2 separate regions of the Mus musculus genome follow, and region 2 is linked to region 1. The links are chromatin contacts, called in public HiChIP or PLAC-seq maps. All regions are on one chromosome and are shown on one strand. Each heading gives the region's core, a stretch centred on a gene start, on an enhancer-like site or on the middle of the called end of the contact. The rest is flanking DNA. Distances are from core to core; before and after follow the strand shown.

Region 1 (3,923 bases), core at 974-3,473:
GCTGTACAGAGAAACCCTATCTCAAAAAAAAAAAAAAAAGAGTTAATCCAGTTGGGTGGGTCAATGACCTGTCTAAGGGCCTAAATGCTAAGAGAGGTAAGAGTCGTCTTAGTCTATGCTTTTCTCAAACACTTTCTGTTAAGCTCCTCTTCAGGCCTTTTGGCTGCCTGACCACTCCCCACTTCCCCTCCACACATGGCTGCCCTCCATGTTGCTTACCACAAGCGTCATCGCTTTTTCTCTATTTTATTTTCCCCTCCTCAGAGCAGTTACTGAGATTTAAGGCTTGCCTGCCCTGGGGTTTTTCTTTTAAAGTCTAATGAAAAATTCCTCGAGCGTTACCCCAGTGTCATTTGGCCACCAAGGCAGTAGGCACCCAAATCCCTGGAAACACTGGGAACTGAGCTCCGGGCCTCTGCAAGAACAGCAAAGGCTCTCTAACCACTGAGACACACCCACACAACCCCACCCCACGGATAAAAATGACAATGATAAGCAAGAAACTTCCACTATTCTTCCAGGGAGCGAGCATTATCTTTGGACAGCCGGGTTAAATAAAATAAAGTATGGCGATATATGGCACAATTATTCAACCTGTGTTTCACCAAGAACTCAACACTCAGTGGTGGGTGAATATGCCCTTAAGGTCTTAAGATAAAATTACTTTAAAAACCTATGATATTAAGTAACCCTTAAGAGCAAATTGAAGGTTGCCTGATCCAAAACAGCATTCTATGCTCATATATATATATATACATATATATATATATATGTATATATATATGTGTGTGTGTGTACATGTGTGTGTATATATATATATACACACATACATATATGTGTATATACATAGACATATGTATACACACACACACACATATATATACGTGTATATATATATATATATACACACACACATATTATATACATCAATTACAAATAACATTCTAATGTAATCACGCAAGAGATTCAACAAGTACTGAGGCATGCAAAAAATGTTCCTGTCAAACACCAAAGCTATAGTGATATACCGCTTAGTAAGATTAAGGAAAAAAAAGAAAAACACACTAGCATTAGGACATTCTATCAATGTAGTATTATAAATAAATAAATAAATAAATAAATAAATAAACAAACACTTTCTTCAAGCTACACATGGGTTCTATTTGCCAAGATCTATGACGCTTCTTTACTAACCAAAGTTATAACCGCTTACAAGCTCTCTGCCTGTACGTGGATTAGCAACGAGGACTGCTTCCATATATCTGTGGCCCAAACAAGCTTACATTCTAAATCTCTGAGTCATGAAAGTCTTACTGAAGCAAACGCTGTGCTCTTAAATATCACACTTCCATTAACTTCTAGGTAACACTGGGTTCCCTCTCCCAAATTCACACGAAATATGTATTTTTTTTTCCGTTCTCAGTAGTATGTCATTTGATGTCAATGATGGCACTGGATGCCCTAGAATATTTTCCATTTGGAAAAGATGCAAAATTTTCCACTCAAGACATGACAACCTGGCAAACTCATGCCTTTCACTTTCTAACTACCGGATGAAAACCTAAGCAAACTGGACTTTACTAAGCATTTGCTATGTAATAATCACTTCCACCGTATACCTCAGACAGCTGCAAAGGAAAGGTGGACTGAAAAGGGACCTGCATCGCGTGACAACTAGTGAGGCCCGATCCTCTCCTCCCACCTACAGGACCAAAGACCGGGGGCCAGGCGGAGGACGCTTATGCTTGAGCCGGGACATGGGCAGGACATGGGGGACAGCCACAATTACCGATGTTCCTGTGACCCTGCAACTGCTCCAGCGCCGCCCTCTCTTTGCGGAAACCATACTCCGCGGCCGAGGCCGCAGCCCCGGTGGTTCCCGGAGGCAGGAACTGCTTGAGGGCGCCGGGGGGCGAGCCCGGGGTACCGCAGCACCGCACCCGGTACACCGAGGCCGACGAGCCGCTGCCCAGGCGGCTCTGGACCTGCCACAGCCGCCCGAAGGCCTCCAGGAAGCGCGGCGGCTCGGCGCCCCACGCGCAGCCGGACCCCGCCATGGTGCGGGCTGGGCCGAGGACACGCGAGCCGACACGACGCGCCAGGCAGGCCCGCGGCGCCCGCCGTCACATCCCCGCCCGGACCCGCCGCTCCGCAGGGAGGGGCCTGCAGCGCTCCGACCGACTCCCCGGACCTCAGGCCGCCATGACACCGGAAGCCGGAGTGCACTCGGACCCAGCCGGAAGTGGGGGAAAGCCAATCCTAGAGGCTGAAGGAGGCGGGCCTAAGAGGGGCGGGGCCTCCAGGGGGAAAATTGTTTAGCACAAAACAACTGAGATATTAAACTTAATTATTAGAGATGGGGTGTAGCACAGTAGTAAAGTGCTTGCCTTGAATGCGCAAGGAAGGCCCTGGCTCCAGCAAAATATATGATTATTGATTTTTTTGTTTTATTTATCTTTAAAGAGTTATTATATTTGTATTTATATATTTGTGTATTTGTTCCTCATGTGTGCAGAAGTCAGAAGAAGGTGTAATATCTTTTGGTGCTGAAGTTACAGGAGATTGTGAGCTGCCGGGTTTGGGTGATGGGAACCAAAGTCCTGTCCTGGGGAAGATCAGTATTTCCTCATAGCCACTGAACTGTTTGTCTCTTGTGCAGCTATCTTATTTTCTATTACCTATTGTTTCAAGCTGAAAGCTACGTGCTTTCACATCTTCCTGATATCCATCATTACCACCTCCCTTTCTAATATAACTCCGATTTTCTTTGGAACAGTAATATACACAAAAGAAATACCTGGCCTCTCTCAGAAGTGGCTGTGACCACGCCCTCTCTCTAGTCAATAAGACCTTCCTGCATAACTAACAAGGATTTATTGGAAGATCTAACTTGACTCACTTAGATGTTGTGTTTTCTTCCCTGTTACTTCCTATCTCCTGCTTAAGAAAATAAGCGTAAAGCTAAAGACAGATTAGTTGGGGCTAGAGAAATGGCTTAGCAGCTAAGAGCACTGACTGCTCTTCCAGATCAGGGTTCAATTCCCAGCATCCACATGGCAACTCACGAGTGTCTATAACTCAAGTCCCAGAGCATCTGGCACTCTTACACAAACATGCAGGCAGAATTTCAGTGTATATAGAAATAAATAAATCTTAAAAAGCAAAACAAAAAATAAAGACAGATTAGTCATCCTGTTTATGAAGCAACTGAGAGAATAAAAGCAACATATTAATATATTAATTGGATGTGATCTATTGTGCCAAAAAGCCCAAAGTATGTTGTCTTAGATATGGAAGCATTCCCTTCTACAATTAATAATGCAGGGTTCTGCCAATCTCAGTGGACTTTTATCTTTGTGACCTATGTGTTTGCCTTGTCTTTCAGCATTTCATGGTTTTGAGAATGGGGAAAGAGACCAAAGAAGCACAAAAATAGCCAAAATGGTACTGAGTTTTCTGGTCGTATCCCATTAGCTAGTGCTTACCTAGTCATATGACCCAAGCTAGCTCCAGACAAGCTAGAAAATTCACATAAAATTCATAACTAATGGAAGAAGAGGAAACTGGGTGTATAGGGACAAATAAACGCAAGTCTAGATCATTCATGACCCAGAAGAAATGCAAAAGGTTTCTGGATCCTTGACAGCTTGGTAGAAATCCATTGTGCTTCCTAAAACCATCCTCCAGACTTCTTACTGGGGGGGGGCAGGGTGCCTATTTGATTAAAGAATCTTAATGTTTTAAAAACACAAGAGCTTTTATGCATATAAATATGCACAGTGTAGCATTTACCACATTAGTCATTTTTAAGTGTATAGGTAATATAAAATATTTTGACCTTGTGCAAACATTATCAACAAACATCTGAGGAACTTGTTCCATACATCTTGTAGAAACTAATCTCTCTTCTAATTAAACAAGCT
Region 2 (3,500 bases), core at 28-2,527, 270 kb after region 1:
CAGCAAGGCTACACCCTGCCACTGCCCACCCCAGCAAGGCTACACCCTGCCACTGGCCTATGGCACTGCGTCTCTGGGCCACAGCTGCCTTCCGATGGTCTGTCCCTCTGGGAATGGCTGTTGGCTTAGGGGGTTTCGGCCATTCAGCTGCTCTTTGCTTAACTCTAAGACCTTCCCCGTGCAACAGATTCATCTTAATAGTAGCAATTACCTGGACTGGGTGAGCTGGGTCGGGTGTAAAGGTGCTTGCCCCAAAGTCTGACAGTCTAACTTCAGTCCCCGGGACCCACACGGTGGAAGGAAAGAATGGACTCCGAGAAGTCGTCCTCTGACCTCCACACATGCACCACAGCATGTGTTGCACACACAGTAGTTTTTAAGAGATTTTTAACTTTCATACCGGCATTTCACAAATCCCAAACCTTCCCCTCCACCTCCCTCCCCCCACCCCGTACTTGGGAGAGTGAAAGGAGGATCACAAGTGTGGGGCTAGCCTGAGCTACATAGCCTGAGCATTACACTTTTGTAATGTAAAAACAATGTAATGTAAAAATGTCAAAAACAAGAACAAACAAAAATGTGGGAAGAATCCAAGTTGATATCTTAGACAATGTAACAAGCGACCATCGGAAGCCCTTGAAGGACTTGTCACAATACATCTTGTTAAGCCCAAGCTCCAGGGTCCTCTGTAGGGCCAAGACTCTGGATATAGCAAACTCCCAGATGAGCCTGACAATGGTAGTAAACTTACACCACATTTACAGTCACTGTGTGTGTGTGTGCACGTGCATGTGCATGCATGTATGTATGTGTATGTTTCACTGTCTGCCTGTGTGTGTGTGTGTGTGTGTGTGTGTGTTTGTGTGTGTCTGTCCGTCTGTGTGTGTGTCTCACACATGAAAACACACAGTCTATGTACCACTGGGCTACAGTATCAGTTCAAAGACACAGCCACCGTTCAGACACCTCCAACAATTCCCTTCCAGAGATCAATCGCCTCTTCCTATCTCTGAGAAGCGCTAACATAAAATCTATTAGCTGAGCCAAAACCACAAGCCGGAATCGACGCAGATGTGGTAGCTTGTATTATCTAATTCTGGATGAGCAGAATAATGCCAAGGCTAAGTGAACGGTGCCATTGCAGTGACAATAATTATTATCACCATTATTAAAATTAATTGGCCAATAAATCTTGATCAGAAGGATCAAGAGCAGATGCCAAACCCAAAGAGGTCAATTTCGGGATCAATCTGAGCCGAGCTCTCTCCTGCCCTGAAGCCTCTTAACAGGGCAAACAGAGCAGGGGGGGGGGGGTGTATCCAGCTATCTGGAAGAAGGCAGCAAGAATTTCTGGAATCCGTTATCTTCTCTGCCAGACCAAACACAGATTTCTCAAGCAACCCAGTAAATCAAAGAATACAAACCAACAGTCCCGAGAGGATACAGGGCTCTCCCACTACACCTCCCAGTCTGCTGCCTTTCCTCTCAGCTCTACAGGGATAGAGAAGGAACAAGGAAGAAAAGAGCTAAGTGGTTCCCCTCACAAAGCTTTGCAATGTTGAGATGCTTTCAAGCAACAAAGATGCCTCCCTATTCTGAAAAGAACGCTCAAAGAAAAGCCAGGAAGACACAGTGCCCAGGAGGAGAGCTGACAGAGCATAGGGGGAGTGTAGGAAGAGCCTCAGAGCAGGACTGTCTTTCATCGTCATCATCACCATCACCATTATTATGCATGTTTGTGTGTGTACATGTATACATATGTGTGCACAGGGGGATGTACATATGTATGGAAAGAAGTCAACCTTAGCTATAATTGCTCAAATGCTGTTCCTTACCAGCTATCCAGGATCTGGGGGCTTGCCCATTAGGCCAGACTGGCTAGCAAGGGAGCCCCAAGAAACCTGTTTCTTCCTCCCCAGATCTGGGATCAAAACCAAAGCCTAATAACCTGAGTTCAATTCCTGAGACCCACATGGCAGAAGGAGAGAACCACTCCCATGAGACGTCCCCTGACCTCCCTGCTTGCACACACGTATTCAAACAAATACATGTTTTAAGATGTTATTGCTTTAATGAATTAGTACACCAAAGCCAGGCATAGCAGTGCATGCCTTTAATTCTAGTATCTGAAAGGCAGAAGCGAAAAGATTAAGAGTTCAAGACATGTTGACTCCATATTTTGAGGCTAGCCTAGGCTACATGAAACCCTGTCTCAGAAAAAAAGAAAAAAGAAAAGAAAGAAAAGAATTAGCATATAACTAATAAAAATGCCATTTCCTCTCAAATAAATCATTAGTAGATAAGAATTTTAAATGCTTTCCGTGTTTCTGATGAAGCCAGCTTAGATAAGCATTTCATTTGGGGTTTTTTATAACGCCGGTTTCAAGTGATAATTACCAGGTAGTTATTAATAGCCGAAATGCTCAGCATGAAAAAGACCATCCTTTAGCTGTCGGTTTGTGTGGAGCTTTTGTTTGCAGCAGTGCTAGTCATCAGCCTCAGACTCCCGGGGATGCGGGTGTTCATCCTACTACTCAGCTCCATCCCCACCGCAAAAGACCACTCTCAGACCTTCTAACAGAAAGATAGAAGTATCCTGATTCATATACAAATGCAAGCGCTGTATGTTTTCAGAAAATGCTAATCTTAATATCAACCAAAAATAACTTGAAAATAAAAACTAAAGTCAGGCATAATGGTTTAAACTCATAATCTCGGAATATGAGAAGCTAAGGTTAACCTAGACTACATAGTGACTTCTAGGATACCCTGGGCTACTGAGTAGAACTTATCTCAAAAAAAAAAAAGAAAAAGGAAGGAAGGAGGAATGAGAGAAAGAAAGAAAGAAAGAAAGAAAGAAAGAAAGAAAGAAAGAAAGAAAGAAAGAAAGGAAGGAAGGAAGGAAGGAAGGAAGGAAGGAAGGAAGGAAGGAAGGAAGGAAGGAAGGAAGGAAGGAAGGAAGGAAGGAAGAAAGAAAGAAAGGAAGAAAGAAAGAAAGGAAGAAAAACAAAAGCAAAAATACCTCAAAAAGGGAAATAGAACTGTTGGTCATACTGGGATAATTCAGTAAAATTTACTATATTTCCAAGCTAGTCTATAACATCACCACACATGGAGCCTATGTACAAATTTCCTTTGTTCACTTTGCCCAAAGATTCAATAGCCAGCCAGCGTGCTCTTAGGCTATATGACATGGTAGTGAGTCCATAAACACAATTGTTGGCCCTGTACTCTTTAAAAAAAAGAAATCAGTAAAGCCAGTGGTCTGGATCTTATACTGGACATTAGCAACAGAGCATTAGTCAAGCATTCTAGAAATGGCCTATAAACAGACAGCATGTGAGCTCATCTACAGCCATGGAAACCCGGGAAGAATTATCTCATTAAGCAGAGTTTGTGGAGTAGCCCACTGAGCAGTCTCCTAGCAGGCCACAGATAATTTACAAAATGATTACAAAAGGGTTATTTGGTGATGCAAAGTAGAACCTTCTTCAGGACAA

The links. HiChIP or PLAC-seq counts read pairs in DNA pulled down with a chosen protein or histone mark.
Region 2: a contact with region 1 is called in an H3K27ac HiChIP or PLAC-seq map of extraembryonic endoderm stem cells. The contact joins the enhancer-like site here to the promoter of Uhmk1 in region 1. A contact is called at or near these places in 2 of 39 promoter capture datasets (embryonic stem cells and liver) and 5 of 115 datasets of contacts at active chromatin or transcription factors (bone marrow-derived macrophages, embryonic stem cells, extraembryonic endoderm stem cells and 1 more).

The regions. Positions count from the first base shown.
Region 1 is chr1:170,213,184-170,217,106 of GRCm38.p6, forward strand. It overlaps Uhmk1 (U2AF homology motif (UHM) kinase 1), which reads right to left and starts at 2,224. Exons shown (of 8, transcript NM_010633.4): 1 at 1,790-2,224. The coding sequence starts at 2,057.
Region 2 is chr1:170,483,949-170,487,448 of GRCm38.p6, forward strand. The region is part of intron 2 of Nos1ap (nitric oxide synthase 1 (neuronal) adaptor protein); the gene reads right to left. Among named protein-coding and RNA genes, the nearest start is that of Gm46171, 55 kb to the right of the region's middle. Within about 2 kb of position 1,278, at least 17 of the 459 cell types and tissues checked have an H3K27ac peak or open chromatin away from gene starts, as enhancers often do. A contact at or near this core is called in extraembryonic endoderm stem cells, where this site is marked.